Linked DNA regions of Mus musculus: regions 2 and 3 are each linked to region 1. A link is a contact called in public promoter capture Hi-C data. All regions are on one chromosome and are shown on one strand. Each heading gives the region's core, a stretch centred on a gene start, on an enhancer-like site or on the middle of the called end of the contact. The rest is flanking DNA. Distances are from core to core; before and after follow the strand shown.

Region 1 (4,798 bases), core at 1,170-3,669:
CAAATTTCCCTAATAACTCTTCTTGAACAAAAACCAATCCCCAAAGAACTACACACAGCTACAAGAGTAGCCCAAAAGGCTCTGAAATCCCAGCTAGCAACAAGAAGCACCGCAGGCCCATACAATGTAAACCATAGCACAATATCCTTTCCTTGCACATCTTAGTAACAGGACGTTCACGGTCCCTCGGGGTCATCTTACCAGTCCTAACAGTTCTATTACAAGTTCCTCCTCCAAGCTGCAATCTGATGCACACATGTTCAAGCCACCTCGTTCAGACTGCAGATTTAGATTTTCATACTGCAGTCAACAAGTCCTTCACGTCCTCTTCTGCTGATGTGTTGTGTTTTGTTGGTTGTGCTAGTGATCAAGCCTGCGGCCTTACACGTGCTAAGCAAGCTCTCTATTCCCGAGCTATCTCCCCGCTATATCCTCAAGCCTTCCTCTTCACATTGTTAAGGGTGGTTTTAAAGCGCTCCTTTGCGTTTTCAAAGTCTACTCCTCTCTACAAAAACCTTTACTAGTAGTTCAACAAACACAACAATACGGCTGACTGATTCCTTCAGTCAACATTTTCTTGTGGCATGATTTAAGGCAAGAGCTAAGGAAGAGGGCTTGGGCAGGTGTTCTGTCAAAGCAGAGGAGATGAACATGCAGATGTAAATAGTAGTATCCTATTACAACTACAATCCTAGCACATAGGAGGTGAAGGAAGGATGATCTGAGTTCAACCCTAGGTTGTGTGGGAATGTCTAAAAAGAAACTAACTAACTAAAAAAAAAAAAAAAAGAAAAGAAAAGGAAAGAAATGGTAGTAAGCTCAGAATTGCTGGCTCACAGGAGGGAGAAAGGAGAGGCGTGGAATCCCTCTGAAAGCCTTTTTTAACAGGCACCACCAGAAACTTACAGAGAACCTAAGTGGAAGAGCAACTGGAGGGTGAATAGTGGTGTAAATTCAAAGCAGAAGAAGTTGAGGGCTAAACTGGGGGGACAGAAATGGAGGAAAAAAAGTAGTGAGGTCTTCCTATGAAATATGGCATATGACTGTACAGAGAAGACACACCAAATTAAAAAAGATAAATAACTGGAGTTTCTAGATTTCTATAAATAAGCAGTGACATTTAAAAATAAGGAGACCCTGAAGCTGGAAAAGTGGCTGAGAGGTTAAGAATACCTGTTGCTCCTGCAGAGAACCCCAAATCGGTCCCCAGTACTCATATGGTAGCTCACAATCATTCATAACTGCAGTTTCAGGTGACCTCCAAGGACACCAGGCAAGAAAGAGATGCGCGCGCGCACACACACACATACATACACACACACACACACACACACAGGTGCGTGCAATACACACACATACACAAAATAGACTTAAAAAGAAAGACACACACACAGCTGGGATGGGGAACCAGGGTGACAGACTGTGTAAGACACATTTTGTTAAACTGAGTGTGTATGGGACCTCCATATGGAAGACTGAAAGGTAAAGCCTCAGACACACCAGCTTTATGCCAACGCTTTTCCTAAAGTTATTCCTGATCCTAGTCTAATTTACCTTTAACTAAAGTGGTGCGTGCAGCTGATCAAGGAGAGGAAAACCATGCCTCCCTCCTAAAGGGCCTTTAACTAACTAGATGGCCACGTCAGCTCGGGCTCACTCGGCCCCTATTAATCTTTCCATCCTGGAACTCCTCCTTCCAGCAATGCAATGCAACCCTGGGTACCTAGCCTCCTCCAGCCATAACCGGGCGTCCCCCGCAAGCCCCCAGCCACTTACCTCTGCCGAACAGTGGATCCCGCAGCCCGTGCGGCCACCGCTTTGCTGGGAGAGCGGCCAGAGGAGCCCACGTTGGTGCCACTGGGCGTTGGACCCGGCTGCAGAGGGAAGCAGACAAACAGTGAACATCGCGGGTCAAATCCTCTTCACACCCCCGACCCCACACCCACCCGAGAAGCTGGGAAGAGCAATGAGGTCCCAGAAAGGAAGACCAAGATAGGGGCTAGTGCACCCCATGGAAGCGGGGACCGCGCACCATGCTGATGCCTAAGAACGGTGGGCACAGGAGGCAGGAAGAGGGAAGTCGTGAAGTTGCCGAGCACTCAGAACTCTCGTAGATACAGGCTCTGGCACCGCCCCCCGGCCGGCTGGCAGGGCCTTCGCAGACTCTTGGATGACTGGGCTGTCCTGAGATATGCCTGTAAAGATTACGCCGACAACAACTGGGCCGTGTGAAAGTACAGCCCTTTCGCTTCTTTTATGTAATTTATTTAGCGTGCTTAATATGGTCAAACATCACCAAATTGCAAGCTTTGGACAGGTCCACATGAGAAATTGAGTCAGGCATTTTCTTAGCGCCCACAAGCTTATCGCTGATGTGGCCTAAACTAACGCAGGCGTAGTTGCGCTGGCTCGGCTTTCAGTAGCCAGAGGGGGCCAGGGGCGGAGCTTGCAGGAGCTTGCAGAAGCTCGCGCGGAGAGCGCAAGCGCGGCTCATCTACCATGGCCGAAAACCTGTACCGAGCCCGTTCCCGGGTTTACAGCCCATCTGTGCTGTTTCTGCACCCAGACATGGGTATAGGCGGAGCCGAGCGCCTAGTGCTGGACGCGGCGCTGGCGCTGCAGGAGTACGGCTGTGATGTGAAGATATGGACCGCGCACTACGACCCGAACCACTGCTTCATCGAGACCCGCGAGCTCTCGGTGCAATGCGCAGGGGACTGGCTGCCTCGCAGCCTGGGCTGGGGCGGCCGCGGCGCCGCCATCTGCTCCTACGTGCGCATGGTCTTTCTGGCGCTCTACGTGCTGTTTCTCTCCGGCGAGGAGTTCGACGTGGTGGTGTGCGACCAGGTGAGGCCGCCACCAATTCTTGGCTGGGGGGGGGGGGGGGGGGCGGCGCCGAGAGGGGGGGAGGGACCGCTGTTCTAGGTTTTTAGGAACTGTCCAGCAGGAGTCCCCAGGGAGAGAACGGCCACCAATTTTAGTATGGATAGACCCTTTAAAATGGCAGATCTCAGGGACATCTCTCCCCCGCCCCCTTCCTTTCGTTGAAGATCCTTGAGGTAGGGCTTATGTGTCTGCATTTTAAATGTTTAGCCTTGGGACTAAAATGATTGGATCCAGGTGGTTGCTGGCATTAAAAGACGACTTCCGGCCACACCTTGTATGTGACTCAATTTACTCTTCTTTCTTCTCCGTTATTCCTTTGTCTCTGCTTTCAGGTCCCATCCATCCCACCCTTCCAGTCTTTCTAATACTGCCATTCCAGTACTTAGCAGTGCCACGGATTAAAGTCAAGCTAAACATATCGTTTCCCCATTAGGGTCCCCATTGGTCTTTGGAGAAAAATCCAGTTATTTTGTCTATACAAGTGTCTGAGCTTGCATATCAAAACCAGAGGTCAGCTAATATTCACCTGAACATTGGAGTCAGGCTCTCTCACTGAACCTGGAACTGAAAGATTGAGCTAGACTTTTGGACAGGTGTGCACTGCCATACCCAACATTCCTGGAGCCAACCCTCAGTCCTCAGTGTTTTTTTTTTTTTAATTAAGAAGTAACATTTACTCAGGAGTAAAAGTTCAAATAGGAAGTATAATGTAAAAATTCCCTGTCCCCATCCTTGAGAGGGCGAGCCATTGTCAACAGTGTCTTCTGCATCCTTCCAGAAGTGATGTGTGGCCCTGGTAGTATATGTGTCTGTTTCCTGCTACATCTTATATGTACACAGCTGGGATCCAGTTTACCTGCTGTTGGACTTTTTGCTTTTGTTCTGCAAAAATTTGAAACATCTTGCTTATTGATATTCAAGATCCACATCAGTCTCTTCAGTGACTGGAAAGTCCCCTGTCCTGTAAATATTTCAGTCTTCCCTAAAAGACACTAACATTGCTGTGTGTGTGTGTGTGTGTGTGTGTGTGTGTGATCCTAGGTGTGACACTAGATATGACATCCTAATACTGCATTTATTTCACTTCTTACAGTCCTCTGAGGAATCTCCTGATAGTCATGGTCATTGTAAATGTCAGTAACAGTTTCCAGCCTTTACTTACAATGATGTCACCTTATTCTTCCAAGGTCTATACTTGGCTACCCAGTGCTCTTATCTAAGCTGACATGTGGAAATAGCCACAGTTGCTCCAGGGAATCTTTAATTATGATCCTGAGTTGCACTGAACCACCCTGAGGAAGCCGTATGTTCATGGTTAATGCAGACATTTACCCAGGTCCTATGGATTCAGTAATACCAGGCAGCTAGTCAACCAGGAAAAGGCTTATGGCCAAGGAGGTTAAGGCGACCAGTCACTTATCTACTGTTTTACCTTGGTTAGGTGTCTGCCTGTATCCCGGTGTTCAAACTGGCCAGACGGCGTAAGAGGGTCCTATTTTACTGTCACTTCCCAGATCTGCTGCTTACTCAGAGAAATTCAGCTCTGAAGAAGTTCTACAGGGCCCCCATCGACTGGATCGAGGAATACACCACAGGCATGGCAGACCGCATCTTGGTCAACAGCCAGTACACTGCTTCCGTCTTTAAAGAAACCTTCAAGACCCTGTCTCACAGAAATCCTGATGTGCTCTACCCATCTCTGAATATCGGCAGCTTTGACTTGGCTATTCCTGAAAAGATAGATGACCTCGTCCCCAAGGGGAAGCAATTCCTGTTCCTCTCTATCAACCGATACGAAAGGAAGAAAAATCTGCCCTTGGCACTGAGATCCTTGGTGCAGCTTCGGAATCGGTTACCATCTCAAGAGTGGGATAAGGTTCATCTCTTCATGGCCGGTGGTTATGACGATAGG
Region 2 (4,798 bases), core at 994-3,493, 1.6 Mb before region 1:
GTGGCTTCTGGTACTGAGTGCAGGACACATGGTCAATAGGCACCTGTCAACAGAATCTGCGTGTTCAAAATAACTGCGTCTTGCAAAGGAAGAAAGAAAATATATTGTAGCAGATAAAGAACTCTAGGTAAGGGGAGAAAAAAAAAGCCAAAACCCTCCATCTTTTCCTGCCGAGAGTTTCGAGAATCAGGCTGAGACTGTCACCCTGAGGTAAGAATAACTAGCTTCTGGGAAGGTCTTTTCTTCCCTAGTTATTTGAAAAAGAACAAGCAAAAACACTTTTGGATTTCTTTCTCGCTGTACACTTCAATGGAGTCCTAAAGCTAGGCTTTTTCAGTCCTCTGTTTCCCTTGATCAACCCACCCCTGCCCCTCTATATTTTTCCTTTCCTCTTCCAAGCCTCACCCGGCAAAACAAGGTCTCTCATGTGAACTTTGTTAGTGAAGCTCATATATGTCACAGTGTCTCACATTTCAGTCCTAAAGTTATCAAAGCAAAATCATTGCCACCTGAAGGTCTGAGAGAAGGCCCCATGGCTATATGGTCCAGTCACTAATACTGGATCCCGGCCTCCAGCATTTCTTCTGCCAGCACCAGCTTCGCTTCAACACCAGACTCTAGCTTATAGAAGAGACAAAAACTGTACCCACGTGCATCCACCCAACCTTCCAGTCACAAACACGGCAGGATGGAGAAACGTGAACACATTTACTTTCTATACCTAAAAACCCAAACTTGTTTGTATAGTAAAGGCAAGTTTGGGAAGACCAAGTCTTTTGTGGTCCAGATGCAACAACCTGGGCACCTCCAAAGTAGATCCCACTCCATGAACAGGGACTGCCAACCACAGCCCCAGAAAGGAGAATGGAATCAGTGAACGCCTTACAGTGCCTGCCACTGGCCCTCATCCTGCCTTAATTGGCTGTCTGTTCACACCTCTTTAAATGCCTCTCGTTTGCCCCTCTTCTATTCCTCTTTGTCTGGCCTCACCTGCTGACCCAGTGTTGGCTACCTCAAAGGGCCCTTAGATTCCAGGCTTCCCCCAGTCGCAAGAGACCCTTGCTCAGAGTTCATCTCAGCGGGGACTGGCTTTTCAAATGGAAATTCTGTTCTCAGGACCTTTTCCCTGGTGCAGAAGAGAAATAGGTAGGGAAATAACTAGATAACTAGGTGGCAGGTGGCAAAGAATCTCCACAGAATAGGTTGAAAGCAAAAAAAAAAACCTGTATCCCCACAAAGACAAATAACAGCCCAGAATCCTACACGTAGTCCACACGTGTGTGCCACAAAATCCAGGGCAAAAATAAATTCCCAGATTCGCTTGACACCGCTGCCACACAGCTGTCTCAGCCCAGCTCCCAGATCTGCTGCAGTGGTGTTTGTGAAGACAGCGCCTTCTCCCGGGAGCAGAGACCCTGGGGCCCGGCGTTTCTAGGAGGTGATTACTCCAAGCCTTTCAATAACTCATCACTCATCCTGCACTGACCCGAGCCTCACCCTAGAAACTCGGTCACCGTCGAAGTCGACAAGAAAGCCCTTGGCCATCCTAATTCTCCAGGTGACACTGTTACTATGCGCCTGGAGCTCAGGAAAGAGAATCTCTGGCAGGTGCCCACGCCTGAGGCAAAATCAATGGCAACGCTTACAGCTAGGGGCTGAGAAATCTCAACCCCTGCTGGGGCGGTGGGTTTGACAACAGCTACTGGAAAGGTCTCCGGATCCCCACGCCCACCCCTGCAACCCTGCTGGGTATCTCGACCCAATGCAGTCTGAAGGGCGGAACCGGACCGAGAGAGCGCCTCCACGCCCCCTTTGTCTCCACGTTTTCCAAATGACAGGAGAGGAAAGTTTACGAGCCTGGACGGGGTAGCTTTCTTCTGGGTCCATCTGGCACCTCGCAGGAGCCGAGATCCTCGCTGGGATGGGATCGCGCTCTCCTCCTCGGAACAACCAGGGCATTACCTTCATCTGCACCTTGCAACCGGCAAGCCAGGCGTGGGCCACCTGAGTCGCTTCGTCCAGTCGGAAACCTGCCCCCTTCGCCCCAGTATGTCCAGCCTCAGCTGTGCCCCGGGCACCACACTCACCTTTGGCGGCCAAGCTTCCTTCCTTGCGCCCTATTGGGCGGACGGACTGCAGGCGGCGAGGTGCATTCAGGCAGCGGCTGCAGACGAGCTCCTCAGGCGCTGCTGCATTCCGCTTGCGTGGGAGAGCGAGCGGGCGAGCGCGCGGCACGGGCGTATGCGAGTGTGTGTGTTTGTGCGGTGTGTGTGTGTGTGTGCGCTCGTGGGCGGGGTGGGGGCGGGAGTGCGCGGGATCACAGATTCCCCTCGGCGACCATCCCTTGCTAAGCCTCCTCTGCTGCCTCCTCTTGTCGTTGGGTCCAGGTTTTGGGACCTCCCGTTTGTTTAATGAAAGGGAAGGAGCAAAAGGCCGGCGGGGAGGGGGCGTGGGGGGGCGTAGAGGCGGGGAGAGGACCGCGCATGCTCAGAGAGGGGCACCGAGCTTGCTCTCTCTCAAGAGCTGAAGCATGAAGCTTGCAGGGTTGTGCCCCAGGGAGTACCGGAGACTCTGCGGGGTTCCTGGAAGGCAGCCCGGGAATCCCGCTACCTAGGTGCTCCCTGAGCAGAGACGCCAGGGCTCCCGCGCTCTGGAAGCCAGTGGCAGGATCCCCACCCACCTAGGAGCCGCTTCTGCTTGCCAGTCTTTGGTAGCGCTGCGTTTTTCTTGCCTTGGATATTTTTAGTGCTTTCTCAAGCAATCTCTGAGGCCAAAGCATGATATATGCAGAGAAGTCCACAAGGAAACCCGGGCTGCAGGTGGCACCTGGACTAAAATGAGCTTTCTGACTTGGGTTTCCTTCTTCCCCCAACTTCCAGTCTGTGTTTAGCAAGGAGTAAGGGCAGGCAGTCCAGAGTCGTCCAGTCCAAACAGCTTTAACGGCTTCAGGGCAGAAAGGCACATAAAGGGTAGCGGAAGGAAGGTGACTCTCCAAGGACCCTGGATTCAGCCTTGTTCCGTGTCAAGATCCGATGGAGAAGACAGTTGCCTACTCAAGAGGGCAAAAAGAACAATGCAGCCATTGCCCCGCTTGTCTCCAGTGCCAAAGCAATTGTGGGCTCTCATAGGTTGAGGCTTCTGGCCCCTCTGCTAAGTGGAAGAACAACTGTTAGCTTAAGAAAGTCCAGTAAGAGAACTTGAGCCTGTAAAGGCACAGTAACCTGAAGCCACTGGACATTGGCAGGTGAGAGACTCAGCAAGTGGAGTGGAAACTTTCTCAGCGATGTTTGTGCACCAACAAGCGTCCATTTTCTTCTCACAGTTTAATCAAACAGCAGCAGCACACATAACCCCATTTGCTTCCCTACTTTAGAAAAAGACATCCCAAACAGGGGACTTTCTGGAACTCCCTTGCACTCACTTGTTTTTTTTTTTTATCCCTCCAAGGAAGAAGCACAGAAGATGGCCCTCTCTGGCAAATGTTTTCCAAGCTTTCCTTAAAGATCACTTCGGAGGGCTTCCACTGTGCACTTCTAGCAAGCAGATGCCTTCTTGATGAACTCTGACCTGTGTCCCATTTGTCTTCTCAATAATAATGCTGAGTGACACTTGAACAGCAGACAATTAGATCAAATCCTAGGACACACACAGAGGAGAGAAAACAGCATGTCTAAATACCACAAACAAAAGCAAAGTTCAGGAAGGGGCGGGGGGGGGGAACTAAGAACACCAGGATAGGAGGTTCTTAGAAAGAGTGCTGCCCAGGAAGTGTGGCAGGTGGCAATACCTTCCCCCTCATTGAGAATAAAGCTGAGTCCTTTGCTTAAAGAACAGTAACGTTGGATTTCCATCCACCCAGGAGGAAGATCAGGGTCTCCAATGAAACCTCTGACATATATTTGGGGCTCCTAACCATGACTGTTTTTATTTTTTTAATGTTTTGCTATTACAGTATTTAGAAATATCTAAGAGAGATCTGCACGCGCGCGCACACACACACATTCCCTTTAGAACAATCAACAATGTTTACAGGAATTTCAAGGTTCTCATATTAGCAGGGTCAGAGAACAACTTGCAAAAGCCAATCCTTACCCTCCACAATATATGGATCCTGAGAATCAAACTAAGTTTGTGGTGTTTAATTGTGGACACCATAACCTGCTGAGCCATCTCCCCGGGCCCCACTTCACCATCTGAAAGTGTCAAGTAGCTTCAAGGTCAAAGGTGAAGAGAACCTTTCATGTGTGGAACTGCGAATCAAGTGGAATCCCTCTATACTGCATCTACTATAGAACTATGAATGGACAGTTCAAGAATAAAACCTTCCTATGTGGGGAGTGGGGAAAATTCAGGGGGGACACGATGTACACAAAGCATATAACACTTCCTAGCTTGCATGGCTCTCTGCAAACTGCGGCTCTCAGTGTTTTGGTTAACGTTTTCATTACCCTGAATTTTGTTTTAAGCTGAGATTTTCTTTTCTAAGAGAGTGCAAGTGAAAAAGTTGAAAACCAAAGCTTCCCAATTTTCCCTTCTGGCTTCTTCTATCACCCACGCACGCATCACCCTAATGTATTTAAATCCATGTAGTAAAAAGAATACTATGAAGACACGTGGCCTTGCAAATAGTAACTAATTCTAGCCTCACCTTTCTGCTCATGTATGGACATAACGGTGAGACAGGCGTGTCTTCAAGCAAGCATGTGCACCCCTTATTTCTCATCGTATGAATAGAGGTCCACCCCCCCCACCCGACTGGCACTTTCCTTGGCAATCAACTTTGAAAAATATTTATCTT
Region 3 (4,798 bases), core at 1,418-3,917, 1.1 Mb before region 1:
CCTAAGGAAAAGTAATGAAAAGATTCTTTCTCTCTCTCTCTCTCTCTCTGTCTCTCTCTCTCTGTCTCTCTCTCTCTCTCTCTGTCTCTCTCTCTCTCTCTCTCTCTCTCGCATACACACACACACACACACACACACAGAGCTGTTCCACCATGCCTTATCATTCGTAACATTTGAGGAAGGACAGCACAGTATCTGTTCTGGAGATTGGTATCATTTCTCTCTGTCCTATGAACCACTGTCTTCTTTGGATTAAAAAAAAAAAAAAAACAGTTCTCCCACATCAAATCACAGGCCAGTCCTGTAAACAATGTGTAGAAACAACACACATTAAAATTTCTGAAGTCGCCAGGTGGTTGTGGCACGTGTCTTTATTTCCAGCTCTGAGGAGACAAAAGCAGGCTCTGTGAGTTCAAGGCCAGCCAGGTCTACAGAGTGAGTTCCAGGACAGCCAAGGCTACACAGTGAAAAACCTCTCTCAAAAAACAAAACAAAACAAAACAAACAAAAATTCTGAAGTCACTTTCCTATATTCATTTATACCAAGCATCTAATTTTACCAAATGCCCCTCAAACAGTTCATATTATGCCGCTAACATTGAAAATGGTATGGTCTTGATTTATAAACTCACTCTGGGCATTAATGCTAATTAATACACTATTTTGATGAAAGAGAATTAAGCACTGAATAAAACACAGGATCTAAAAGCACAAAAATAATATACAAAAGGAATAAAGTACAAATCTCTTTAAAATGAGTGTTTTTGACTATGCACTAGAGGAAACAGAAAATGAATAAGATTCATCTAGCTGTCAGGTCCTCAAGTCAGTATCAAAGCTTTGAAAATCAAATATGCACAAATTAAACACTGTAGGGAAAGGAAAAAAACAAGGTAGGGAGTACGCAAACATGGTTCTGATGAAAGGAGAACTCAGCCTGACGGCTGCCTGATGCCAGCTTGTCACTGTACTTCTTTCAGCGAATGTCTGTTGGCCATTAAACTCACCTTGGTGTAAGCGGGACACGGATAAGAGAAACCACATGAACTACTAAACTGAGATTTATAAGAATAAGTTTCGATTATATAAAACAGTTAATACAGCTACATTTTTGAAAATTTCTTAAATTTTTCTGAATGCACAAAAACACACTAAGTTTTTGCATAAAACTGCAAGAGAAGAAACAGAAGCTGGGCGTTATAGATGCTAGCAGAGGGGACTGGAACAACTCAACAGTTTTCATGAATAAATCATTATTAATATACACAATTTCTTAAAAAAACAGACCCAAAATGTTAAGATTTTATTTATAAAGCTTTTCCTTGTTGTACAGAAAGTAAAAACATTGTTACAATCGCAGTGTAACTGGCAACCAGGACAGTCAACTCACCAATCACAGCTGTCACGATACAGCAAGAGTCTTACACGAAAACCTAACAACGTTTACAATTTTGTTGGGGCGAAGTCCCCAGGCTTGGTGGTGGATTACCAAGGGGCTAACGGAGGAAGGCGGAAAGGCGGAATGTCGCGGGAACTATTCTTTGGCTCTTTGGGTGGGGGTGTCCTGGGGCTTGTATCACAGCTACCTTTTTAAAACAGCTATCAAAATTATTTTTAAAAGGACACAGATAGAACTCAAAAACTGTATACTGATTCTCATTCTAAACATTTAAACAGTTATTGTAGCAACATCAACTTAAAATGTGAGACGGTCAGACTAGCTAAGGGCTAACAGCAATAGTCAAAACGTAAGTACGCATGCGCAGAACCTCCAGGCCAGGGTAGCACGCTCTTCCCACAACGCGGGGGAAGTGGCCTAGAAAGCAATCCGCGCCTTTCCCCACAACTCACCCAACGTTCTCCGCATCCTCGTCACACTCGGCCTTGTACTTGCACGGTCCACACTTGGAATGTTTCCTGTGAGCCCCTGCTCCTGAGCCTTCCTCCTCTGCTGAAAGAGAAAAGTCCACCTTTCACGCAGAAGTTGCGATGGATCCTTTCCAGGCCTTTAGGAACCATCATCTTCTTTTGAAGGAAAAAGCGCCCAAGGTTCTGGAGAGAATCACTTCTAAAAAGCTCTCAGAGTTAGAAGCAAAAACCGCTGCGGCTACTGAACAACATATCCCCACGACACAGCGAGGTTAGCGAAATAACGTCTTAGGCTGTGTGTGCTGGGACAATACGGAAGGTTTAATAAATGAGTTTCTAAAGAATTGCCCTTTAATATTGAGTAGAAGAAAATAAAACATGCGCAAAAAACCAGTCTGTGACTCTCCTCGCCCAGAAGCGCCTGTGGAGGCTGACTGGCACAGACATGCTGGAACACAGCCTGCGAAAACCGTATTATCATCACCTCCCTTCACACTAGCTCCACACCCAACTTTCTAAACACACAAAAACTCACTTCACAGTCAAAAGAAATATTTGTCTCCGATTCAGCATGAGGAAAGGGATGCTCTTACAAGTCCCTCTTCTCTAGTTGATCCACTTAGCATAGACAAAAAAATATGCAGATGTAGAAATCTTCGAGTCTCCCATTTCCCAGCCACAGAAGGAGCACGTATCATTGTCAGCAAAGAACTCACAGTCCCTAGACAAGGGCAACCTGCACCTGTGGGCCTCAACTAGAGTGAGTCTTTGCAGCTCTCTCAAAGAAGGCCAGGAGGTCAGCTGTGAGGAAGGAGTCTGGCCTCGAGGGACGTGGTGTGTGATAGAATTCCGTATAGGGGAGCCAGTCAGTGAAGGACTTATCAAAAGGCGTGTCTACAGATAACGTAGACACCTAACCTCCCCAGTGTCTGCTATCTGCCTAGTCTGACTGGGAGCACTCAAACACAAATGAATACCCAAACAGATTGCAATAATCATGATAGCTAATAATTCTGAGACTTCAGAACCATCATGAAATCCGACATGACTGAGCTAACCACTGAACATTCCAGCCCGTGCTCCCCTGATGGCTGACAACAGCCTACATTCTCAGCTAAATAGCCAGGACTGTAGTATATTAACAAATCTTAGGAGCATCTGAGGCTCCTAATGGAACAGGGATCGCAGGGACCAGGTCATGTGATCTCTTAACATCCTTTCTTGCTCTCAGATCTAAAATTCATGAAGTTAGCGTTCACACGTGATTACAGAGCTCCAGCTTAAACACGTCCATTTAAATCAAATCCTATTGTTCAGTAGCTTTTATCATTTTCTTTCCGGCTGAAACTCCCATCCTTGCACTCCTCCCCATAAGTGTTCTGTTCTCTGCAGTCCTTCAAAGTCCCTTCCACCTCAGAAACTTTGGGAACCTATGAGGAAGGCGCAGCCTGACACAAGGTTTCATGTGGCTAGGATCATAATTACAGCTTATACTTGCGCTTGAATTTTTCCCAGTGAGTGGTCTTTTAACATATCCTCAGGGTACCTCAAATATTATTGTGCATAGAGTAGATAGTAAGATTTACAGCTTCATTAAACATGAGGCAGATTAGTCATCCTCATTCCGGCCCTGCAATGCTATTACCAACTATGACATCAGAAACCATTTTTCTCTGAAATAAAATTTAAAACAGAAAATTTTTAAACTTTTGATTTAACTCTTAATTCTACCAGAGCTGTTTTGTGGGCTTTCTCTTCTAGACACAACTTACTCTAGATTTAAAAAAAAAAAAAAAAAAAAGAATCCTTATGACTTACGATTTAAAAAAAAAAATAATAGAAGCAAATAAAAGAGATTTCAAAGTTCTGTTTCATGATAAAAATCACTTGTGTGGACAATCCTGAGCAGAAGTCAGCTTGTGTAACCTGAATTTAACAGGAGCTATGATGGGTTCCCTTTAGTCTGACAATATACCTTCAGTGAAAACACTGTGGAACAAAGACTGCCTGAGGTTACAAGGAGAGCCAAAGTAGCCTTGGTGGCCAGGGGACAGAGCTCCCTGTAAGGATGGTGGTGGTGGTGATGAGCCACGACGCTGCATATCATTAAAAGTCCTTGAGCTAGGAACTTCAAGTGAGGAAGCCCTTATGGTGTCAGAGTTTTATCTCAGCGTTGTTAAATATCAAAGGAGAACATCTGAACTGGACATGGAGGACCACGCCTGAAATCCCATCACTTGAGAGGCTAAGACATGAGAACAGAGGGGAGTTCCAAGCCAGCCTGAGCTACAAATGTACTCTCTCAAAATAGTCAAGTCATTGAAACTTACCTCCTTCTCCAGATCCAGAGCCGTTATCTGAGAAGAGAAACAACAAATGTAAATATTTCTCCTGGAAATTCTCTTTTCAGATAGTAACATTTCTTTTTTTTTTTTAATTAATTTATTTATTTATTATATGTAAGTACACTGTAGTTGTCTTCAGACACTCCAGAAGAGGGAGTCAGATCTCATTACGGATGGTTGTGAGCCACCATGTGGTTGCTGGGATTTGAACTCTGGACCTTCGGAAGAACAGTCGGGTGCTCTTACCCACTGAGCCATCTCACCAGCCCAAACATTTCTTATCATAAACAAAAAACAACAAAAAAAAAAAAAAAAAAACCCTATGGCATCCAGGATCATATATTTCTTTTCTCACATTTCTGGCAGCTAGGTTTATTTTCATATGTCTACTTTAGGCTGTACAGAGTAAGTAGCCTAGACACATAACCATCAGTCTTTCTAACATATTAGAATACATTTCTTACATCTCAGAAGGCAGCCGGCCAGGAAATACCCAGATCCCATGTACCAAGACTAAAAGATACTATGAACAGCTAAACAGAAATGATTTGCCCACCCATTTAAAAGGTAAAAGGAAATTTTAA

The links. Promoter capture Hi-C pulls out the DNA fragments that hold promoters and counts their contacts.
Region 2: a promoter capture Hi-C map of stem cell-derived epiblast-like cells shows a contact between it and region 1, with 6 times the contacts expected there. The contact joins the promoter of Plppr1 here to the promoter of Alg2 in region 1. A contact is called at or near these places in 3 of 39 promoter capture datasets (hippocampal neurons, liver and stem cell-derived epiblast-like cells) and 1 of 115 datasets of contacts at active chromatin or transcription factors (astrocytes).
Region 3: a promoter capture Hi-C map of hippocampal neurons shows a contact between it and region 1, with 4 times the contacts expected there. The contact joins the enhancer-like site here to the promoter of Alg2 in region 1. A contact is called at or near these places in 2 of 39 promoter capture datasets (cranial neural crest and hippocampal neurons) and 4 of 115 datasets of contacts at active chromatin or transcription factors (astrocytes, embryonic forebrain, embryonic stem cells and 1 more).

The regions. Positions count from the first base shown.
Region 1 is chr4:47,471,988-47,476,785 of GRCm38.p6, reverse strand. Alg2 (asparagine-linked glycosylation 2 (alpha-1,3-mannosyltransferase)) reads left to right here and starts at 2,419. Exons shown (of 2, transcript NM_019998.3): 1 at 2,419-2,847; 2 at 4,328-4,798. The coding sequence starts at 2,500. It overlaps Sec61b (Sec61 beta subunit), which reads right to left and starts at 2,125. Exons shown (of 4, transcript NM_024171.2): 1 at 2,033-2,125; 2 at 1,777-1,874. The coding sequence starts at 2,035.
Region 2 is chr4:49,056,907-49,061,704 of GRCm38.p6, reverse strand. It overlaps Plppr1 (phospholipid phosphatase related 1), which reads right to left and starts at 2,243. Exons shown (of 8, transcript NM_178756.4): 1 at 2,088-2,243.
Region 3 is chr4:48,614,385-48,619,182 of GRCm38.p6, reverse strand. Tmeff1 (transmembrane protein with EGF-like and two follistatin-like domains 1) reads right to left here. Exons shown (of 10, transcript NM_001356272.1): 4 at 4,200-4,226; 5 at 1,852-1,951. Among named protein-coding and RNA genes, the nearest start is that of Tmeff1, 32 kb to the right of the region's middle. Within about 2 kb of position 2,667, at least 15 of the 459 cell types and tissues checked have an H3K27ac peak or open chromatin away from gene starts, as enhancers often do. A contact at or near this core is called in hippocampal neurons, where this site is marked.